Linked DNA regions of Xenopus laevis: region 2 is linked to region 1. The links are chromatin contacts, called in public Hi-C maps. All regions are on one chromosome and are shown on one strand. Each heading gives the region's core, a stretch centred on a gene start, on an enhancer-like site or on the middle of the called end of the contact. The rest is flanking DNA. Distances are from core to core; before and after follow the strand shown. Region 1 has its middle 20 kb from the start of myl6.L. Region 2 holds the start of esyt1.L (extended synaptotagmin-1).

The links. Hi-C and Micro-C count contacts between places; a contact is called where the count stands out from the background.
Region 2: a Hi-C map of the XL177 cell line shows a contact between it and region 1, with 4 times the contacts expected there. The contact joins the promoter of esyt1.L here to the enhancer-like site in region 1. A contact is called at or near these places in 3 of 4 Hi-C or Micro-C datasets (the XL177 cell line, the XTC cell line and animal cap).

The regions. Positions count from the first base shown.
Region 1 is chr2L:144,411,066-144,413,975 of Xenopus_laevis_v10.1, reverse strand. No RefSeq gene overlaps it. Among protein-coding and RNA genes, the nearest start is that of myl6.L, 20 kb to the right of the region's middle. Within about 2 kb of position 1,460, at least 3 of the 7 cell types and tissues checked have an H3K27ac peak or open chromatin away from gene starts, as enhancers often do. A contact at or near this core is called in animal cap, where this site is marked.
Region 2 is chr2L:144,469,121-144,472,030 of Xenopus_laevis_v10.1, reverse strand. esyt1.L (extended synaptotagmin-1) reads left to right here and starts at 1,402. Exons shown (of 32, transcript XM_041582500.1): 1 at 1,402-1,560.

The sequences.
Region 1 (2,910 bases), core at 211-2,710:
TGTGTGTATGTATATGTGCATATATAGTGCTTGCACTCTAATGCTTAAAATCCAAAAATGGGGTGCACGGTCAATAAGTGGTCATAACGTGTTGTACATGTTAATAAATAAAGATAATTTATTACAGGCCATGTTACTTGGGGCTGAAATATTTAATTGAATAGCTTATCTAGTTATTGAGCAATTTGACACTGAGGTGACCTGCAAATTTAGCCACAAACTAAATGTGAACGTTACTGCTAGGCAGGGTATCTTTCCACTGACCAATAAAGTTAACGGATGCAACTGGGTACTGAGAAATATAATGAGCCAATGGTAAGAGCAATTGTTCCTAATGAAACGGACCCTCCCTAGTGCATGTGCTTTGTGTGAATGGGATGGCAAACTTAGATTGCTAGCTCTATATAAATAAAGGATAGTAGCAATTATCCCCACCTGACATATCATGAAGGTAATGGCAGCCAATTAGACAACTGATGGCCAATAAACAGTGAGGCAGCGACCACATCTGATAACATGAGTATGAGAACTATGTAGTCTATCACAAAGCGTCTGCACACAGGGGAACAATATAGGCGACTAGACACATACATTGTATGTCAGCACTGTTATTTATCTGTATTGTCCCCTGCAGCAGCATTCTATAGAAGCAGCATTGCCACTTCCTACATCTGCTTTCATCTGCCACAGACCTGATAACAAAACTGATTGAATTTGTAAAGGGCAGTTGCAAATCACATTTACCTCTAGCTATTTTGTATGTAACTGCAAATGATGCTATGCTCACATATACATAAACAGTTTCACCCTATAGAGGGCTTATTCACCTTGCAACAATTTGTTTAGTTTAGTTGTATTCAAGTAGATCACCAGAAATAAAGACTTTTTTTCAGCTACTTTCTATTTTCTGTTTGTGACTTTTTCTAATATTGGAATGTAAAGTTTCATTTTTCACCGTCTTTAAGAAAGCAGCTCGGGGAGGGGGTCGCTGACTCTGTAACTGTTTTTCAATTGATTTAGTTGATACGTTTCTTATCTTTCTCCCTGTTGAGCAGAATCTCTGAGTTTCATTAAAGGCAACTGTTAGAATTGATACAATAGTTGCTAATACTCCACAAATACAGCTGAGAAATGGATCAACTAAAGTAGCAAAATTGTAACCGTTTAGATTCTGCATCTGCATTAATGAGCTGCCAGGCAAACACCAGAGACATGATCATTAATCCTTAAACTTAGATTTTGTAAAGATGGTAAAAAATTTAAATGAATTGAGAAAAGTCTTCATTTCTGTTGAACAATCTGAAAACAATTGAACAACCTCTATAGGTACTAGTCTGTATAATAGAGAAGCATAGTAACATAGTAAGTTAGGTTGAAAAAAGACATGTCCATCAAGTTCAACCTTTTAACTGTTAGTTAGCCCATGCATGCAGTTCGTTCCAAATCCGTTGCTTTTTGAACAAAAGAAATTAAGCTCATTCATTTCATTAAGTCCATACTATAGCTAGAATATATGAAACGCCGTACTATCTGTATAGATACCCAAGTGCACATGCTTAAAGTTGCAACTTTACGTGACCCATGGATGCCTATATAGAAAAAAAATCCCCCATGCCCACTACTGGACTACTAAATTCAGCAGCAGCAGAGCTAACGAAAAAATAAATGGTATTCCATTTCTATCAATGTTGGTGCTTGAACAAAGACTGTCCTGTGCCTGTTCCTAAGGGGAATGGAGTGGAGGGCTGAGCCCTGCAGTACACGGTCTTTACTACTATATATATATATATATATCAGTCTGTGGAGGAGTCAGCACTCGCATAACTTGGTGCAAACGTGCCTGGGTGCAGTGTCCAAAATATAGAATTTCTATCCAACAAAGAAGGTCCGCATTCTCAGGTCTTAAATAAAAATCAAATATGGTTTATTAACTTAAGGACTAACGTTTCGGCCTCTCCGAGGCCTTTCTCGAAGGCCGAAATGTTAGTCCTTAAGTTAATAAACCATATTTGATTTTTATTTAAGACCTGAGTGTGCGGACCTTCTTTGTTGGATAGAAATTATATAAATATAGTAAGAAGGATCAGCACTCACTGTATTTATGTGAAGAAAAATCGCTTTTTATTTTTAAAAATTTACATCATAATCCGACGTTTCTGTCCCACCTGGGGACCTTTTTCAAGTCCTTCTTACTCTATACATGAATGCCTTCATGTATGAGTTTGAAAATAAGCACATATATGGTCATGAAACTTTTAAAAGGCATGGTAGCTTTTTTTGGCGCTACATAGACGATATCTTTTTTCTGTGGACTGGTACATCAGAACAAATGGAATTGTATGTTGATTATCTTAATAAACTGGATACGCCTGTTAAACTCACTTTGAATTACAGCTCACAAGAGATCAATTTTCTTGATGTCCAGCTGTATAAATCCAATCAGGGATTATATACACGGTTATACTCCAAAGAAACTGACAGGAACACGCTACTACATTACACAAGCCACCAAATAGGCATCTTATGGAATCACTTCCCAAGTCCCAGATGATGAGAGTAGTACACATAGATAGTGACCCCAAACAGAAAGAGGTGGACCTGGAGAAAATGGGGCAAACATTTCTGGATAGAGGATATCCAAATGCACTAATCAGGGAAACCATCAACACAGCATTGGCTATGAATCGGGAGGATTTATTAAGTCCAAGAACAAATCGGGTAAAAGTTGAAAACCGTCACGACATGTATTATGTCAGCACATTCAACCCCTATAGTAGCGACATAAGGAGATCTATACTCAAACATTGGGAGATAGTATCCAACGATGAAAGTATAGGTAATAAAATTCCACGCAGACCCAGGTTCAGTTACTCCAGAAATACTAAACTTAAGGAATATCTCAGTCCATCA
Region 2 (2,910 bases), core at 153-2,652, 58 kb before region 1:
GCCCCCTGAGGCCTAAATAAAGAGCAATTTCAACATATACTGATAAAACAGGACAACCTCTGGATATGTTGGGGGCCCTAAAATGAATTTGCTGTGGGGCAAGGCACAGTATATTACCTGGGGTACCAGACCTGGACTGGGAGTCAAAATAGGCCCTGCCATTCCAAGTACGCAGAGGCCCAAACAGCCCCCAACCAGCCCACTCTATGGTAACTTTCTATGGAACCATACAGCAGCCCCTCTGGCATTTGCCAGAACCTACAGATTGCCAGCCCGGGCCTGTGGGGTACAGGCTCAGGTAGCGATTAGCAAAGTTGGTGGTGTAATTGGCGCATGGCCAAGGAAGTAGAGGCTGGACCAGTAGGGTTGCCACCTTTTTTTTTTGTAAAGTCCAAAGCACTTCATGAATACAAACACAATCATTTTGTCAGTGTGCCGCAGTGCTTTGGACTTTGCATGTGTATTTCCTAACCTATCCCATGGCAGGTGGGATATTTTACTGCTGAGCACCTGATTTCAAAAGAAAGCATACAGAGGTAGAGCACTTCAATACTGTGTGGACCTTTTTTTTGTAAGGCCTGTTCGGGTCTGAACTTTCTGATCGGTTGGCAGCCTTATAAAACCCGAACAATAATCTGCTCAATACATGAGAAGCATTTAAATACTAAGATACTCACCTCAACATGGCTTAGTTACTATCAAGTACAGTTCATTTTTATTATTACAGATACAAAAAAGAAGCAAAGCAATCAAAAATAAGAATGTTTTTTTTTTCTAAATTAGATTGCTGTATTTCAGAGCTTTCTGGATAACTGATTTCTGTATAATAGATCTCATACCTATAATTAAAGGATTGGGCTTAATCATCAAGCAGAATATAGGGTTGTCTTCTGTGTGGTTTTGAACTGAGCATCAATACTTCAAAATGGATAGAAATCCAGCCAGTTGCATTTAAGTGCAATATTATTATTATGTGTCATAACTCCACCAACATCATTGCAACCATCTCTGATGTCATCATACCTGCTCCTACATCACTGCCTCACCCCCAATGTTATCTGCCCTGCCCCCCCCCATGTTTGGGTTTAGCCATCAGCAAAGGTTGCAACCCTATGGACCAGACTGGCCCCTGTAAATTCAGGCAAAGGCTATAGGGGGCTGCAGTGAGACGTCACTAGTTATTGGAATGGTCGGGGGCTGCTTAGGTACCTGCACTTCAAATGCCAGGGTCCAACAGAGACCTGACAAGGGGCGTGGTCAAAATACACCAGAAAATAAGTTCCCACGTGTTTATGTTTCTGCATAATACATTTATTTATGTTGCGTTTCTCAGAGCCGTAATTTACTATTTTGCTCATCATCATCATCATCTCCATTGCCCTCCAGCCCAGGTAACCAAGGGGAGGTATAACTGTGGCGGGTCGGCTGAGAGAAAAGTCCCAGTCAATCAGAGTTATGACGACTTCCTCGAGGGCGGGACTTTCTTCCACCCACTTAGGTGGCACTGGGGAAGACGCTGCGAGTCTGATTGTGTAGCTGCTTCGCACAGACGGAGACAAGGTAATTGGGTTTATTTGTGTTATGTTTCAGCCACAGTCAGATGCAGCATTGGAAAGCTCAGCTAGAGGAACAGTGTTTGTCCAATGCATGCGTGTCTGCTGTGCTGCTGCTGCTGAGGGACTTGTGTGATCCCGTTAGCTGGCTGTCCTGCCTTGTCTCTATGTGCGACTGTCTGTCCTTGCTGCGTCTCTCCTTCTCACTCACTCACTTACATCCTATATAGTCCCATATCCAATACCTTTCTGACACTATGGCTCCCATTGACCTGTACTATATATATATATTTTGCTTTTATTTCGTGTTCAACTAAATCTTCAATGATCATATATGAAATAACAAAATAACATTTCATTCTGCTGTTCCCCAGAAAGTAACATTTTAGTTACCTGAGAAGGTGAACTAATCTGCCCCCATCCCAAACCTCTTTATGTGCCTATTACGAGAAACTGGAGAGCCACATACAGTGATGCTTCTCTCATTGATCATATGCATTCTCTCTTTAAAGGATTTATTCATGCACATTTTAATCTTTTTTACTCTCATATTTCTGAAATGTTAAGCTCAGACGGCAGGCTTCCCACTGCTGATTGTTTCTTTGTTCCCGTAGATCCCTCATTTTTCTCATATTACCAATTTTAGAGAAAATGTTGGAACGTTATAAATGAATCAATTAAATGTAATTGTAGTTCTGAACTGACTCATGTAGCAGCGTACTTGCCTTACACATTTGGACCAGTAGGTGGTAGACTTCCCATTTCAACTACATAGGTAAGGCTTGCAGGGAATATTGCTTTCTGTAGTCTCCTGCTCATGATGCTTTTTCGCTCTGTTATATGGTTTACCATAATTTTAGCAAGGTAAGTGTTTTTTCCACATCATGTCCTCAATCTCTAGTGATTTCTTTCTTTAGTTTAGGAAGATGACTAGGTCTACAAGTCTACAACATCTAAAATGACTACATAGAAGTGTTCTGCCACTCATGCATTCATGTGGCAGTTTGTAGTGTGTATATAGTGCCCATACTTTACTAATGCGAGGTCTACTTTAAGCGATGTTTTCCCATTATGAGCTACATCTATAATAGCATTGTTAGCATTCTGTTCAATGGAAAATATTACTTAAATATTGATGAAAATGTATATTGATATATTTTATAACTATTTCTTATATTACCTTAAAATAATAAATATCTGAATAAAATGCATGAAACAGGAGGGTGATTTAGACAAGCTGTTTGTTGACAGTGTCTTGAGATCTACTGATCACCAGCTAAAGGTCTTCTAGCAGATCCCGATCTACCTTTTGGGCACCCCTGGTATAGATTGTCTATATCTCAGATTACATTAGTCT